Linked DNA regions of Mus musculus: region 2 is linked to region 1. The links are chromatin contacts, called in public Hi-C maps. All regions are on one chromosome and are shown on one strand. Each heading gives the region's core, a stretch centred on a gene start, on an enhancer-like site or on the middle of the called end of the contact. The rest is flanking DNA. Distances are from core to core; before and after follow the strand shown. Region 1 has its middle 24 kb from the start of Gm52069. Region 2 overlaps LOC115488208 (a long non-coding RNA gene).

Region 1 (3,449 bases), core at 750-3,249:
GGAGAGGGAGTGGGAGAGGGACAGGGAGAGAGAGAGAGAACCACAGACCTTACCTGAAACACTCAAAAGACTATGAAAGGGTCTGTTTAGACAGATGCACATACTTGATAATAACACAGAGTCTGAAATCACATCCAGTCAAAGTCGAAGCTTAGCATTGCCGTGTCCCAGAATAGGATCAATGGTTGTTCCTGGAACAGTGTTACATCACTGGAGACTGAGAACTGCTGTTCTCATGTCCACTCTATACTTCTTGAATCAGAAACTAGAGAGAGACCTAGCCAGCTTTCACATACACCCTGAGTGGTGCTGAAAGACACAGACTTGAGAAACGCTGGCTGTGGCTGGACTCTCCTGACTTGGATTCAACTCTGTTTCTTAAAGTAAGGCAGGTAAAGCTCTTTAAACCACAGTTCCTACAGCTGTAATGTGAAGACAGCACTTCCTTCCCTGGGTGGTAACGAGGATTCACATAGCATGTAGCCTGGCTTCCTTCCCTGCGTGGTAATGAGGGTTAACATAGCATAGCATAACATGGCATGGTGCACGCTCAATACTCTGACCTGGAGTTTCACGGCGTTTTGTCTGCGGCCCAACTAGAAAGTGAGAATGCCCAATTGCAGAGTACAAGTCTGACAGTATCTGATGACATTTTATAAAACTTTCATGCCTCCTTGTTAACCACTTTAGTTCTACAAATCAATCCCATGGAAATATGCTCTCTGGCTTCTCCCATGCGAGCCGTGTGAACTGAGTATGTTGGGGAAGCAGGTAAGGGACTGGGGTGGCAGAGAGGTTGGAGGACGTTCCCAGAGGATGGCGAGATATTTCCTAGCAAAAGATAATAGGCATGCACTGTTATAGGAGTAATCAAAGACATTAGAACGCAAGTCCTTTAGTATTTTTTAAAGTCTTGCAAAATAGACATATTGGTACATTTCAGTTGACTGTCACAGTGTGCACTAAGCAGAGAAGAAAGGCTGCCACTGGGCACTAAGACCGACGCTGGCCTGAGGTTTACTTTTTCCCCTCTTTTCTGTTTCTCGAACTCAGGACATGTTCATTGCTATTGAAAAATAATTCTACAGTAGAGCACAATAGTACTTACTTTTGTTCTTAGCACTCAGGAAGCAGAGACCTCTGTAAATCTGAGGTTGAAGAGATAAAGTGTCCTAAAGTAATGAAGACCTAAGTTCAATCCCCAGTGTCTGCATAAAAAAGCTGGGTGCAACAACCGGTGATCACTTGTAACCCAGAACTGGAGAGACACAGACCAGCAGATCTCTTGGGGCTCACTGGCAGGCAGCCTGGCCTAGCCTCAGGCCAATGAGAGACTCCTATCTCACATCTCCTTGTCAGGCCTGCGCCAGGGTTTGCAATCCCAGCTCCGGACCAGAGAGGAACGGCAGTACTGTGAAGTGACACCAGAGAGCAGCATTGCCTGCAAGATCTCAAGGCTGATGCTAGATGCTTCCAGGAGCTGCCTGCTGGTGGCAAGAGGCTGCAGGCTAGTCCCAAGCTTAAGCAGGTGGTCCTAAAGGCTTGGAAGAAAGACACAATTCCCCCAGCAGTAGCTATTGCTGTTGTTGGAGTCCGTGGGCAGGATGGAATCCTCCCCATGTGCATTTCTTTGGGGTACATTGTAAAAGGGGGTCTTCAGCGAAAGTAAGAGAAAGGCATGGTCACACCCCAGACTAAGGTGGGCAGGGCTCTGCCCTTGACCTCTGTGCCACCAGAGCTGATGGTATTCCAGGAGCTCAGAGAATGAGCATTGAACTTTTTGTGAAAGGGGACAGAGTGGGAGTGCCCCCAGCAAGCCTTTTGAGCCATCCCCAATGGGCGCGGAGATCACCAGGAAGGGAAACTATGCCAAGACCTAGAGATCAGAGCAGCATGCAGCAGCTTAGGAAAAAGCCCACGAATCCCGGTCCTGGGAGCTCTGAGCACCTGAGACGGCACGGCTTCAGCCTCAACCCTGGGCTTCCTTCACAGCCTGGCGCTGCCACTGCTTCGGTGAGCCTCTTCTCAGAGCCTATCTCCTCATCTTTAATATGGGCCAATCTGTTCCACTGAGCAGTCTGAACATTAATATTCCCAGGGAACCCTGGGCCAGTGGCCTGTTTGTGTCCCCCAATCCCTTGGCCTTTTCCTCTATAATAACATCTAAATGGAAAAGCTCCCACGCTGCTTCCAGGAGCTTCGTTTGGGTGGTCCCGGAAAGCCATCCTGCTGCCTTCAGGGCCAGGAGCGTAGATCCAACAGGGCTGACAGCAGTCACCAGCCAGGCTCTGTTCTCATCCCTTTTTCTAGTAGACTGTGCGCTACTCTGATAATGAAAATGCTGACTACAGAAGCAGTGGCTCTGACAAAGATGGTAATATGAGAGAACAGCCTTTTAAAACTAAAAATAGAGAGGAAAATACCGGTTCTATTGAAATAAGAACGGGCCCAACCCCGTGGTACGGACTCTGAATAACAATTTCAGATGAGGAAGGAAGGGCTGGGAATCCACTTTCAGAGAGGAGCCATGTGGGGTGAGGAAGGGTGAGAAGCTTTAAGGGGACTGTGGGGGTGAGGACAGAGAAAGTGGAACAGGCCAGGAGACATCAAAGAAGGTGGTGGTGGTGCTGGTGGTGGGAGCTGGTAGTGGTCGTAATGGAGGAGGAGGGAAAGGAGAAGGAGGAGGAGGAGGGCAGAGAGGAGGACAGAGAGGTGGAGGGAGGAGGATAGAGTGGAGGAGGAGAAAGATGGAGAAGAGAAGGGGAGAAGGATGAAGAGGAGAAGGGGAGGAGGAAGGAGAGGTGGAGGAGGAGGAGGACAGAGAGGAGGATGGAGAAGAGGAGGAGAAGGAGGTGATGAGGAGGAAGAGGAGGAGGGAGAGGGAAATGAAGCCCCTACGTGAAGTAGGGTTGCTACAGAGGAAAAGGCAGTGTGCTGTGAACTTAGCGTGAGAAACAAAGGAATCTCCACGTGCTTAGAGTCTCCCAGCAAAATCTGGAGGAGGCAGGTCCAATTCCATCCATCTGAGAACAGAGCCAGAGGTTGGGGAGGTGTGATCTGGAGGGACAAGGACAGAGACTGACAGCAATGGGACATCACTGAAAGTTGACTGAGCATTAGAGCACTCGCTGTTTGAGTATGTAGACAGCACGCATTTTTAATCCCAAGTTTCATTCCAAGTTCATTTGAGAGGGAATTAAAGGGGTCGTGTCCATTAAAGGGGTCTTGTCCTCCGGTCCCTTCCAAACCTCTCTCAGTGAGAGCTTAGGCTGGGGACTGGAATTTTTAAGCACTGGGAGCCTATTTTAAGATGCATCTCTGGCTGAGAACTTCTAGTAACAGGAACGTACCAGAAATCGTTCCGTGGTTCTGGCAATGCTAGGAAGCAGATTAAGGCCCACACAGTTGCACTCTGTCCAGCACAGTGCAGAGCTTACTAACATGTGTTC
Region 2 (3,265 bases), core at 193-2,692, 210 kb after region 1:
TGCGGTAGACAGGGATTGTCGGTCAGCCATCTGGTTCCAGAGCAGAGGGGGAGAATTTGCAGACCAGCAGCCTGTGAAGGTGGGTCCTTTCCCGAGTTAGAATCCAAACGCAGTTACTGAAAGATAGGGTCACACACACCACAGACTCTCTGGGAAAGGCCCAGGATGCAGCGGTGCCAAGAGATCAGGCTGCTCTGGGCTGGGGCCCTTTCCCACCTTTGGTGGTTGCGTCATCCTTTTACCTGTCTTGCATCTCATGCCCCCAGCGGCAGGAATAGGAACTGCAAGAACTCTTGTTACACTGACTTCTCCACACCCATCCTTTAGGATTATTCTTCCCGGTTCTACAAGATTCTAGGCAAACTGGATCTTTTCCAGATGGTACTCCCACAAAATAGGATGAAGAACTTTCCAAGAACCAAGGCCAGACGAGCCGTACAAGTCCAATGGGCTCTGAGCTACCCCCTCAGCCGCACTCTAGGTCTCTCCTCAGACCTCCACCTCCCCTGTCTATATTCCTCGCTGGCTTGGTCTCTGTCTGTGTTGATTGCTTTTCCCTACTCTGTCCTCTGTCAGACTCATATCCTGACTTTATGCCTTATCTGGAATTCATTTCCTTCAAATAAACCGTTTTTTAAAAATATACCTTCAGCCCCGCCTGGGTGCCAGACATGGGGTTAGGAGCTTGGGTCTAATCAGAGCCAAGCAAGGCGTAGACTTCCTCAGGGGCAGATGAGTCATACTAGGTGAACCAAAGGGACCAATGTGACCAGCGTGACAAAGGGGACCCAGGAGGAGGACTGGGGAGTCTCCAGGAAGGAGACTGGACTCAGGGGATGCTTGCTGGAGAAGGTCAGATCTTGAAATATGGTCAAGCAATAAAATACAGGCTGGCTGTGGAGAGTAGGGCCCCCTCTGGGACACCAGTTGCTCGGTCCTCAACTCATTTGGCTAGAATGTAGCGAACCTCAATGTTGTTACCTCCCCTCCCTGTCTATAGTTCTCTGCTTCTGACTCACTCCCTTATAAACTCGGCTCGCTTCCACCCACAGAAGTTCTTTCAAAGACCAGGGCTTCCTTCCGAGCTGTCTTTGGTTCCCTTTGACCCATCCTTTCCTCTCAAACCTAAGTCTTTGTCTGACATCCTTTCTGCTTCCTCTCAGTATTCACCATCAGGGGCTGTAAGGAATAGGATTTAAAGACCCCCCAGTCTAGATCTGCTGACTGGACTGTCTAAGCCTGTGTCTCAGCACCTATAAACAGCCTCCTGGGGCTGTTGTGAAATCAAATAAGACAAAGGATGTGGAAATGTGTCCTGCTGTTGCTGAGGATCTTTGCTGTTAATGAGAGCTCCTTTGACTGCAAATGACAGACAGAGCACAACTACAAAAGGCTTAAAGGGAAGGCAGTCTGCCATTGCTGGGAACACACGGGTCTGCCCTCCTGTCTCCATCTGGTCTCTACTTGTGCTCCTCACTCTTTGGCCAGCTGTCTAAACCCCCTTTGTACCAGCCAGGAACCTGAGTGGAAATGGGCAGCCTGCTTCCCACAGGGCCAGTGGTATTCTGGATTGAACGCCAGCAGACTAAGCCCTAACCCCATTCCCACAGCCAGGTCCTGGTCACACTCTGTCCCCCAAGGCTGGTGATAATGTGATCTTCCAACCCAGGCCAAATAAGACCAGGTAGAAGAAGAGAAGGAAGGGAAAGTCACAGGAAGTAGAGCCAAGGGACCCTGAGGAGAGAATTGGGTTCCCTCCTTCGCAATCAGGGGTCTGCTTGGGTATCATCACCTCAAACAGGCACTCAAGCAGGGCTGTTGGTAGCGCACACCTTAAATCCCAGCACTCAGGAGGCAAAGGCAGGCAGATGGATCTGTGAGTTCAAAGCCAGCCTGGTCTACAGAGTAAGTTCCAGGACAGCCAGGGCTACCCATAGAAACCCTGTCTCAAAACAAGTGTTCACTATCCACCAAGGTTCCCGAGTGCCAGGGTGCCTCTCCTCTGCCTCTGCAGTGCTTCACCCTCTCCCACACTCTCCTGCTTAGTCCAATAGTCTACTCACCTGCATGCTGTCTTCACAGGGTTTTAAGAATAGAGAGGGACAGATCTAGCATCTGTTGTCTGTCACTGTGCTCTCAATATTGACAAATGCTAGACTCTTAGTAAATAGTGAGTGGATAGACGGACAGATGGAAGATGGTTAGATGGATGGATACAAAGGTGGATAAAGGAACGGTAGTAAGGATGATGGATGGCTGAGTGCCTCAGTAGTGAATGGATGTATAGCCGATGGCTTCCTGAGTGACAGGAAGAGAAAAGACAGAGCCAGGACAAATGCAGGAGCAATGCTTCAGGAGAAAGCCGATAAGGGCTGTTTGGAGTTTGCTGAACTTGAACTACAAGGTAGTCAACCGCTGCCACACAAGCAGGTTGTAGAGGGACCTAGAGATGGATGAGTCATACTAGGTGAAGAGGGACCTAGAGATGGGGACATGGTCCTGATGGGGGCATGGTCCTTATGGGAATATGGCCCTTATGGGGATACGGTCCTTATGGGGATATGGTCCTGGTGGGGATACGATCCTGATGGGGATATGGTCCTGATAGGGACATGGTTCTGATGGGGATATGGTCCTGATGGGGATATGACCCTTATGGGGATATGACCCTTATGGGGGCATGGTCCTTATGGGGATATGGTCCTGATGGGGACATGGTCCTGATGGGGATACGATCCTGATAGGGATATGGTCCTGATGGGGGCATGGTCCTGTACCCCAGACAGAGAGGTAGCTCTATTTACAAGGATACTAGGATGGGAGCCATCCAATCACTCAAGATCATGGGAGTGGGACCAAGTGTACATGGAAGTCACTTGGAACTATTGAGCCTGGGACTGTGTAGGGTCAAGATCTGCTGTCACCCCTCGATACAAGACACCTTGGCTGAGACTTGAGGTGGCAGCATAGAGTTAATAGCTCTCCCCTCTCCTCCCTCCCCTCCTCAACCACTCAGGCAGAAGGGAGCAGCTGCCTAGGAGGACAGAGAGACAGATTATGTAAACTGTGATTGCCACCCACAGGAGGAGGGGGAGAATAGGTATTGAAATGCGCTTTCAATAATGCATGTCCTCCTCCGCACAGGCCTGGGGCTCCAGATAGAGAGAGGAGCCTTAAAGGGACCAAGCCTCCTGTCCAAGCAGTGGCACCGGGCTGCCTTCTGTTGCACGGGTCCTCCGTCCACAACCGGACACTCCACAGACAT

The links. Hi-C and Micro-C count contacts between places; a contact is called where the count stands out from the background.
Region 2: a Hi-C map of cerebral cortex shows a contact between it and region 1, with 6 times the contacts expected there. The contact joins two enhancer-like sites. A contact is called at or near these places in 3 of 15 datasets of contacts at CTCF or cohesin (CD8 T cells, the NIH/3T3 cell line and large pre-B cells), 45 of 484 Hi-C or Micro-C datasets (CD4 T cells, CD8 T cells, the HPC-7 cell line and 23 more) and 10 of 115 datasets of contacts at active chromatin or transcription factors (VIP interneurons, astrocytes, embryonic stem cells and 2 more).

Annotation. Positions count from the first base shown.
Region 1 is chr13:54,112,567-54,116,015 of GRCm38.p6, forward strand. No RefSeq gene overlaps it. Among named protein-coding and RNA genes, the nearest start is that of Gm52069, 24 kb to the left of the region's middle. Within about 2 kb of position 2,000, at least 19 of the 459 cell types and tissues checked have an H3K27ac peak or open chromatin away from gene starts, as enhancers often do. A contact at or near this core is called in VIP interneurons and cerebral cortex, where this site is marked.
Region 2 is chr13:54,322,954-54,326,218 of GRCm38.p6, forward strand. The region is part of intron 2 of LOC115488208 (a long non-coding RNA gene); the gene reads right to left. It also overlaps a transcript of Cplx2 not described here. Among named protein-coding and RNA genes, the nearest start is that of Gm52068, 9.5 kb to the right of the region's middle. Within about 2 kb of position 1,443, at least 77 of the 459 cell types and tissues checked have an H3K27ac peak or open chromatin away from gene starts, as enhancers often do. A contact at or near this core is called in VIP interneurons and cerebral cortex, where this site is marked.